Regions from separate parts of the Mus musculus genome. Here region 1 is linked to region 2. The links are chromatin contacts, called in public HiChIP or PLAC-seq maps. All regions are on one chromosome and are shown on one strand. The core of a region is the stretch at or near the end of the contact, and the rest is flanking DNA. Distances in the headings are between cores, read along the strand shown.

What was found. HiChIP or PLAC-seq counts read pairs in DNA pulled down with a chosen protein or histone mark.
Region 1: a BATF HiChIP or PLAC-seq map of CD8 T cells shows a contact between it and region 2, with 9 read pairs. The contact joins two enhancer-like sites. A contact is called at or near these places in 3 of 115 datasets of contacts at active chromatin or transcription factors (CD8 T cells, effector CD8 T cells and large pre-B cells).

Annotation. Positions count from the first base shown.
Region 1 is chr4:32,289,873-32,294,740 of GRCm38.p6, reverse strand. It overlaps a transcript of Bach2 not described here. Among named protein-coding and RNA genes, the nearest start is that of n-TGccc3, 62 kb to the right of the region's middle. Within about 2 kb of position 3,095, at least 52 of the 459 cell types and tissues checked have an H3K27ac peak or open chromatin away from gene starts, as enhancers often do. A contact at or near this core is called in CD8 T cells and effector CD8 T cells, where this site is marked.
Region 2 is chr4:32,125,616-32,130,525 of GRCm38.p6, reverse strand. No RefSeq gene overlaps it. Among named protein-coding and RNA genes, the nearest start is that of Gm52717, 33 kb to the left of the region's middle. Within about 2 kb of position 3,480, at least 22 of the 459 cell types and tissues checked have an H3K27ac peak or open chromatin away from gene starts, as enhancers often do. A contact at or near this core is called in CD8 T cells and effector CD8 T cells, where this site is marked.

The sequences.
Region 1 (4,868 bases), core at 1,846-4,345, 160 kb before region 2:
ACAGGCCAACAGGCAAAGGGCCAATGGGGACACTTGACTATGCCTGCAAGATGATAAATAATTCCACCAGAACCAAAGGCAGGCAGCTCATCGCCTTCACTCTCCAGGGGACCCACAGAGGGAACTGTGTTTTGTTCAAGATCATGGTTCCTGAGAATCAGAGCTCTCTGTCTTCCATATGGCCCCTGTCCCTGGTGAGGTCACACTCAGGGGCACAGGACTATCCCAAGATGCAGTCCTCATGGATAAGGACCAAGTGAGGAGGAGTGAGGTAAGTGTTGGTGCTTTGTTCTCAACTGAGTCCAGCCATGATCTGCCCAAGTCCTCTGACGACATTTTCAGCTGAGCCTCAATGGCTTTGTGGCCAAACTGGTTGCTTAAGGGTGTTTAGCCCCATTTCTATAAGACAATTATAAAAGGGTTTAATTTCTCAATTTTTCATTACCTATAACCTCTCACAGATACATATACACTCACATATGTATTTTTTATCCAGTGGACAAGGACAGGAAATCCTGTCTTTCAGCTACTGAGTCTCAGACATTCTGAGTCTTTTTTTACTAGCAGATGTGGCCTTGTCTTGGTTCTGCAGTAGTTTAAATGTTCTGACAGTGTCATCTCTGCTTGACCCTGGCAACATGACCAAACAACAAATGTAAATGCTATCAAGTAAAGATACGACGTTTGCATCCTGCTACCAAACCCCCATCCAATTCCAAAACAGTGACCCGGGGCCAGAACCTAATCCAAAAGACTATAAAGCGACATCCTGACAAGTTGCCATGGCAACCCCTTAATGTCAACTATTCCATGTCCCACGGCTGAGAGTCTCATTTTGAGTCTACTCATATTCTACTATTTCATGTTATAACAACCAACTAAAATGCAATTTGATATGTCAGCAGCCAAACATAATATGAGATGCCGCTTGCTATTACAGCCAATAATAAAAGGCTTCTAGTTGCTTCTGTTCCAAAAATACAGCAAATCACCGTATATTCTAAGTCTGGTTTTCAAAGAGAGGCTATTTTGCCAGATTTCCTCCATTTTAACTAATTAGTCCATATTTAAAGCGTCTTGGCGATGAAGAGAATTCTAGTGAAAGCCAGACATTATTATTTTCTCAACAGGAGGAAATAAGCTGATCTTCCAGCCTTCAACAGACACAGTATATCCATCCGATCCAAAGTGAACGGATCTGACTATGATATAAACCTTCTGAGGGCACAAGCAAGTGTGCCTTCTAGGAATCTCACCCCTTTTCCACTGAAGGAGAGGGCAATACTTCTAAGGCTGACCTCCAAATACGCATAGCGTTCTGTGTTAGCCAGGCACTCCCCCTGATCCCCACGCTGTACCAGTTCTCCAGGGGAGGCTGCTCGCTTACATAGACCTGGGTTAAAACCCACCCCTGCAGGCAGCCACCCCTCCTCTCAGGTGAAGCAGAGCTGAGTGGAACCATGAGGAGAGCCCCTTTGAGCAATTCCCACCTACTAAGGGGGAAAAAACCCTAAAATGCCATCTTGCAAGCATCAGAACTATTTTTCCTGTTTCTCAATTACCAGAAAAGTTATTGGGAAAATGTCCATGAGATAAACAAGAAACCTAGGACGACAGAGAGATTAAGACGGAATATACACAAACCAACCAGTCAGTCTATAAGAGGAACAGTATTTCATACTACGTAAGATTTTTAACCCTAAAATTAAGGGTATTATAAGAAGTACTCCCAAGGGCTTTAAGCCAACAATTTTAAACCAACTCAAATCTCTATGCCAGTTTGCATGCTGTTTTTCCAAAATTTTAACAGATTTCCTTTTTCCTTTAAGACTTGAAAATCAGCCAGTCATGATGGCACAAACTTACAAGCCCAGCACTTGGGAGGCTAAGACAGGAGTTTGTGAGCCTGAGACAGCAATGGGCCTCTAGCAGGCTGGAGGTCAGCCTAGGCTGTATAGGAAGACCCTGTCTCTAAAACAAAAGGAAATAAAGACCAGTTTCCCTTTCTTCCTATCCTCAGAAAAGCTGCCAGAAAGTTCAGATCTAGTTTCTACCAAGTCCTTAAATGTCCTTTTGTTGTGTCTAATTCTTAGACACTTTTCTTCCTTTCTGCTGTCTGTTTAACAGGCAGCATCTCTGGACCCAAATGAAATCATTTTGCAGTGACTCATTCAGGCTACTATTCAGCTAAGCCTCAACTGCTTTTGCTGACTGCTGATCCAGTCTGTCTCACGTTGGTCCGAAGGATGGGAAACTATATGCTCATGAAGAACATTCGATTCAATTCACATAGCAATGTGAAAGTCTCATGTTCGTTCTGATCACCTGTTGAATTTATGAGGTGAGACCCGCACCAGAGTCCTTTCTGTGTCTCCCCAGCCTGTCCCAGAGAGCGCTGGTGGGTTTCCATCTGCATGTACTTACAGACACCACCTCTAGTAAAAATCCCCTAGGTCGACTGGCCTGAAAATATATATAGTTAGGTTTAAATTTGCGTATCTCAATGCCTATGTGACCATGGGCCAGTTTCAAGTATTAAATCTGAAATTTGGAATGACAAAGAGAACGCTTTGGAAGAGTTTGTGTGATTAATTAACGCTTGTACAGTCCTTACCAAATACCTGGTATTCCACAGGCAACACTCACTACACCAGCAGTTGTTGTAACCACTGTCAGCATAAACATAGTGGTTTAAAAACTATTTAAAAACAGTGGTGGTCAGTGTAGCTTATTGTCTTTAGAGTCCCCACTCCGTCCACAGGCTCACATGATGTCCCTTCAGTCCCTGGTGATGAGACAGTAGTACTGTAACGGCGTGTGCCAGGCACAGGACACAGCTCGCTTCACCCAGTATTCATGCTCTCAGAAACTGAGGGTTGAAGTTGTTTTTTTTTTAATTTTCCTTAAGCCCAGACATGCATTCTACGTGCGTTCCCTGGGCCTACAGTGAGAAGCGACAGGATGAGGAGAGTCCCACTCCTCGTCTCCTTATCTCCACCTTCATCAGCCACAGATGCCTGCACCAGGGTACTCTGGGCTGTGCAGATTGGGCAGCTGGTGATGTAGTTCAGTTTCCTGGAAATACAGGCAGCAATTTCCTGTGGCTTCCTCTGTTTTTGATGTAGAGATGAACACATGTAAAGACTAAACACATCAAGGGTCAGAGCTTCAGTCACTGATTCCAGGAATGCTGAAAAAACACTGTAATGTCTTCATAAACAGATCAAGAGCAAAGTCTAGGCTGTCTTCCATGCAGCACGCCCCCTGAGAGTCCATACAGTAAGACTGAGAGGTGACAGTGAGCACGAAGACATGCCATGTCTAGAGTCTGCTGCCTCAACTGATGAACACTGATGAAGAGACACTTCCTGGAAGGGCAGAGCTCTGCACGAAAACAGCTTGGAAAAGCTCTTGTCTGTTCACAGGACCTCAGTCAAGATTTCTCCAGAATCAGAGGCCAAGTCAAGAAAAAGGTTGCTTTTTGAAGTGGAAAGCAATAAAAATGTCAAATGAATGAAGCTGGCCATACAATAGTCTAACAGTTTTGGAAGAAAGATAGCAAGGTACAGTTGATCGCTCACTGAAGGTGTCACTGTAGGTGTTGAGGACAAGCAGCAATGAGGGAAGCCATCTTGGCCAACAGTCCCATATCCTAATGCTAATGAGGTGGCCGAAGTACCATGCACGCTTGCATAAAGCTCATGTCTTTCATGGTAGACTCCGAATGGCTTTGGAAGCCAGTCTGACTTTTACCACTTACCAGCTAAGCCACCCTGGGCCAATGATCTCACCTTTTCTAAACCTCCACTGCCTGCTGTGATCTCTGTTTGCTCATCTCTGCCTTGCTTCCTTTGTGAAATGCTGCTCCTGTCCATCAAAGGGGACAACCATGGCTATAGCCAGCTGCCTGGCCCAATATCAAATATAACAAAGCACTAAGTGGTCTGCACTTTTCAATAGAAAAAGTCTTGGTTAGTACAGCTGCTGATTTATAGAAGTTGCTGTGATTAAACAAGTCACACCAAGACGATGCATGAGGCTGTGGGGAAGGCTCAGTGGATGAAGTTTATCCCAGGGCTTGCACACACTAAAGGCAGAGCGACAGTGAACTGCTGCAATCCCAGTCCTGGTAGCACGGACATAGAGGGCCTATTCCTGGCCAGCTAGGCTAAGCAAATCACCAAGTTCTGATCGCTGAGTGGAAAAGGCTGTCTGTGTCTTGAAGGGACTGGGGCTAAATGTTAAAGCTGGAGACTATGTGGCCAGGAGCCTAGGCAAAGCTATTCTCCCTTACCCAGGAACATCAGGGAGAGTGTTTTTAAGGCCTGGGAGGAGTTTAAAGTACAAAAAAGTGTTTCAAAGTTAAATATTCATTTCCTACTACATGCTGCTAGGACCAAATGTATCTAACAGGCTCAGAGACATCCTGGTTCTCTGACTTCTCTGTAAGCCACACAAAATTCCCCAGCTGTTGGGCCCAGGATAGTTTATTTCCTTAGACTCCCTCTATTTCCTGCCACTTTAGATACCTCACAGAATGGTTCCTTCTGGTTTTAACCAGATAAGTGCTGAGAGCTCGCTGTGACACCACTACTCTCGGTGAGCATGTTTTGTATTGCAAGAGCATCTAGCCATATCTATTGGGCTTGTAGCATGACAGAGCTTGAGAGAACAGAAATGTCTCCCAGAACAACCCCTCCAAACCACCGAATTACACCACAGTCCCTTCTTGCCAACTTTTCTGAATGAACCTGTTAGGAAATATCAAGATCTACCGTGTGTTCTGGCCACAAACCCTCTGACAAGGAAGAAGGCTATAGAGAAGGTTAAGTCCAGAGCAGAGCGCCATTGAGACAGAGACTGAAGGC
Region 2 (4,910 bases), core at 2,231-4,730:
GCGCACTGCTGTCTGCACGTGAATGTGGCTACTAAAAGAGCCGCCTGTCTTTACGCACACTGGTGACCAGGCAGAACAGGCAACCTAATCAGAGTATCGATTCCGTTACTAGGGAAAGTATTCAAGTGAGGCTCATAGGGATGTGGAGAAAAGACCCTGGTCTCAGCTAACTGCCCGCCTTCCCAGCTTGTCATCTGTCCTCTAGAAACCCAGAGACCCTTAAGTGGAAACACTTTAAGGTGAACAGAATTGCGGCAGCTCTATAAGGAATAGCTCAGTGGAACAGGATGTAGGTACAGATGGGTAGGTGAGAGGGAGAGGGGAGAGATTGCCTTAAGAGGGGCCAAGCTGTAAGTAATCATGACTGTATAGCTTGTGTTTATGGTTTTATTGAGAGACCATGGACAAACAATATGAAAAGATAGTGACCTGACTCTCAATGAGCTTTTGGAACATTTCAGATGTTGGAATTTTGGATTAGGGATCCACAGGTGGTAAAGCCAATGAAAAAATCTTCCCAAATATAAAAACAAAAAGATAAAATGTGTCTGGCTCCAAGCACTTTGTATATGAGATACTCAACTTACCTCAGTACACACACACACACACACACACACACACACACACACACACACACACACACACACACACACTGAGCCTATACACTTTTCCATTTATATGAAATCCTAACCTAATCTGTTGTGATGAAAGGCAGACGGTGCTTCCCTGAGATTGCTGGGAGCAGTGGAAGTTTGAATGGCAGAGATGCATCTGAAACTACAAGCGATGGAAACGAATGTCGGACTGAGCACGGTAATGGTTTCATGTTTATAAACACATGTTGAAAACCCTCGGATCGTATACAAAGTCAAGCTACTATCTTTTCATATTGCATGTCCATGCTACCTCAATAAAACCATAAACTATACCAGTAGTGATTGCTTACATTTTTTCCTTTTATTGAAAATAGATTATTTTTTCCTCACAAAAATATATCCTGATTATAGTTTCCCCTTCCTCTACTTCTCCCAGTTTCTCCCCACCTCCCCTCCCATCTGAATCCACTTCTGTCTCTCATCAGAAAACATGGAGGCTTTTAAGGGATGATAATAAAACATAACAAAATAAAAGCTAATATGATAAAGCAAAACCTAATCCATCAAAGTTGGATAAGACAAAAAGATGGAAAAGAGCCCAAGAGAAAGTAGGAGAATCAGAGACTCACTCATCTACACACTCAGAAATGTCACAGAAACACCAAACTGGGAACCATTAATATGTATGCAGAGGACACAGTGTAGGCCCTGTGCATGTTGCCTCAGGCTCTGTGAGGTCATAACTTTTAATCTTGTCGACTTAGAGGGCCTTGTTTTCTTGGTGTCCTCTGTCCCCTCAGGATCTTACACTCTTTCTGCCTCCTCTTCTGTGGGGTTCTCTGAGCTCTGAGGGGAAGAATTTGATTGAGAACACATTTACAGGCTGGCTGCTCCAAGCTCTCTCACCCTCTGTACATTGTCTGGCTGTGGGTCTCTGTATTGGTTCCCATGTGCTACAGAAGGAAGCTTCTCTAGTGATGGCTGAGCAAGGCACTGACTTATGAGTATAAGAGAATGTCATTACCAGTCATTTCATTGCATTATTTTTAAGGACAATAGTGTTTGGTTTTACCCCAGGCCCCTAAGCTGTGTAGTCTCTGGTTCTTGGTCATTCAAGCAAGCAGTGTTGGGAAATGGCTTCCATCTTGTGGGGTGGGTCTTAAGTCAGATCAGTTATTGGTTGGTTTCTTCCACCAGCTTTTGCCACCGTTGTCCTAGAGAATCTTTCAGGTGTGGCACCAATGTAGATCAAAGGACTTGTGGCTGGTTTGGTGTTTATATTTCTCCTTCGCTAGATTGCAGGGTACCTTCCTGTACCAAAGAAGTTAGAACACAGGAGTGAAGGGTCTCTGTAGGCACCTGTTCCACTTTTCCATATTCAATAAGTTGTATAGATTTTGTCTTCAGTAATGGGCCTTGCTGTCAGTTTGTGTAGAGCAACCTATAATCTTGGCAACAGTCTTGTTTGGGGGTTCCCGTGAGACTGTTTTGGCCAAAAACTTAATTAGATGTAACTCAATCTCAATACTGGAAGTTTCATTTGGTGACAAGAGATGGCCAGGGCCATGTCTCCTCATTATTTGGCAGTTTCATGTAGATCAACTTCATGTACACACATACACACACACACACACACACACACACACACACACTCATGGAAGTGTATATATACACATATATATGTATATATGTGTGTGTGTGTATGTATATATATGTATGTACATATGTATGTATGTATGTATGTATATAAGCTTCTACTGTATTAGCTGTTTTATATTACTCTCAAAAGGCCCTTAATTTTAACCACCCCTCCCTGTGTTCCTTCCCTTACTCCTCCTCTTCCTTCCCGCTTCCCACTTGATTCTCCCATTTCAGCCCCCCATTCATCCATAACTACCTATTCTATTTCTCTTTCCTAATGATATCTATCATTAACACTGCCCCCTCCCTCATGCCTAGCCCCTTACTCTATACCTATCCTCTGTGGTTATATGGATTGTGGTTTGATTCTCAGTGACTTAACAGCTAATATCCACGTATTTGCCTTTCTGGGACTGCAATACCATCGTGCTGGGCATGGTAGATGCTATTCCTAACCCCAGCTCTGTGGAGGTGGAGGCAGAAGAATCAGGAGTTCAAGGTCATTCTCTACTACATAGTGAGGTCCAGGCAAGGCTGGGATGCTTGAGACCCTGACTCAAACATTCAAAACATTCATATGTGTGTGTGCATACGTTTATATGTAATCAAACAAAATGCAGCACTGTATAAAATGAACAGTATGCCATGGTCCAAGGCTGGTTCATCATGTGAACACCAATGTCAAAACTATAGTGACAGGAGACAAATTCTTGGTAGGACAAGAAGGACAAGAGGAAGGAGGAAGACTTGAGGTGGTAGAACTGCTCTATTCTTTGACTGGGCAGTAGTTATTAGATTGAAATTACATAAATATTTAGACCTATATGTTCTCCCAAAGTAAATTTTTACTGAGTGTGAGTTATGCATAGATTTAAAAAAAAATGTAGTGGGACCATAGACAAAACAAATATAACAGATGGTCCCTGCTGAAGCAGAGTGACAAGTAGGTCAAGTATGGAAGATTCCAAACCAAAAAATCAAACCCTCACCATAGATAGAGCACACCCCTTGACCTCACCACCCCTCTTTGTCAGTGAAGAAAGATTCGGCTAGACACAGCTACCCTCACGATTTTGCTCTAATGCTCTCTGTAGTCATTTCAAGTTTGTTGCTGAGCTCATCAATGACCTCCTGACCTTCATGTAGCCAAAGCGAAAAGCCATCCCTTTTCTTGCATCCCTGCATCCGCCCCACCTCTCAGCATCATTTGTTAGTTTCTCTTCTCGGTTTCGGTGGCAGGCGTTGCCCATGCTCACTCCTCAGTGTGGTTTTTCTCTCTTCACACCTTTGTAGTTTCACTTTGCCTCCTCTGTACTAATCCTCCAAACATGATGTGCCGAAAGGCTAGATCCTTGACTCATGACAGTTGTGTGTGTGTGTCAGTTTGACACAGTCAAGGGACCTCCGTCAGATTGTCCTACAGGCAGCCCTACATGGCATTTTCTTGATTGATGGTTGATACGGGAGGCTCCAGGCCACGTGGGTGGGACACTGCTACCCTGGCTGGCATAGGTAGCGAGAGTGAGCCTGAGAGCAAGACAGCAAGCAGTATCCCTCCATGGTCTCTGATTTACGTTCCTGCTTCAGTTCCTGCTCTGACTTCCCTCTGTGATGTATTGTGAGATGTAAGATGAAATAAACCATTTCCTCCCCAAGTTGCCTCCCATATTGGTGTTTATCGCAGCAGTGGAAAGCCAGGCAGAACAACCCCTATTCTCTTTCACTCACACTCTGTGCCAGTGGCTAGAGACTCTGGCTTTAAAGACCGTTCATTGGCTTGTGATTGACACATTATCACCTGTAGCCTTGACGGTATGCAGAAGTTTCAGACTCGCACATCTGGCATCCCACTTGACACCTCTATTTGGAAGTCTAGCCAGTATCTATCTCAAAGACAATGTGCCTACAATATTAAAATAGGCCTCTCTGTACACCTTTGCCCAATCCACACATCCCAGGAAATGGCTCCACCCCCCAGCCTCTGGAGTTTAAAGCTCACAATCATACCTGAGTCCTCCCTGCCCCCATCCCAGTAACAGCTATACACTTCTGAAGCATAACAAATGCCTTTCATTTTCATTTCTGTTGACGACAAGACACCATATTCTTAGCTTACCTGCTTGCTTTCCTTATTTCTTTCTTTCTTTTATTTTATTTTATTATTTTCTTTATTTACATTTCAAATGCTATCCCAAAAGTTCCCTATACCCTTCCCCCCGCCTTGCTCCCCTACCCATCCACTCCCACTTCTTGGCCCTGGCGTTCCCCTGTACTGAGGCATATAAAGTTTGCAAGACCTAAGGGCCTCTCTTCCCAATGATGGCCAACTAGGCCATCTTCTGCTACATATGCAGCTAGAGACACGAGCTCTGGGGATACTGGTTAGTTCATATTGTTGTTCCACCTATACGGTTGCAGACCCCTTCAGCTCCTTGGGTACTTTCTCTAGCTTCTCCATTGGGGGCCTGTGTTCCATCCTATAAATGACTGTGAGCATCCACTTATTTGCCAGGCACTGACATAGCCTCATACGAGACAGCTATACTAGGGTCCCTTCATCAAAATCTTGCTGGCATATGCAATAGTGTCTGGGTTTAGTGGCTGATTATGGGATGGATCCCCGGGTGGGTTAGTCTCTGGATAGTCCATCCTTTCATCTTAGCTCCAAACTTT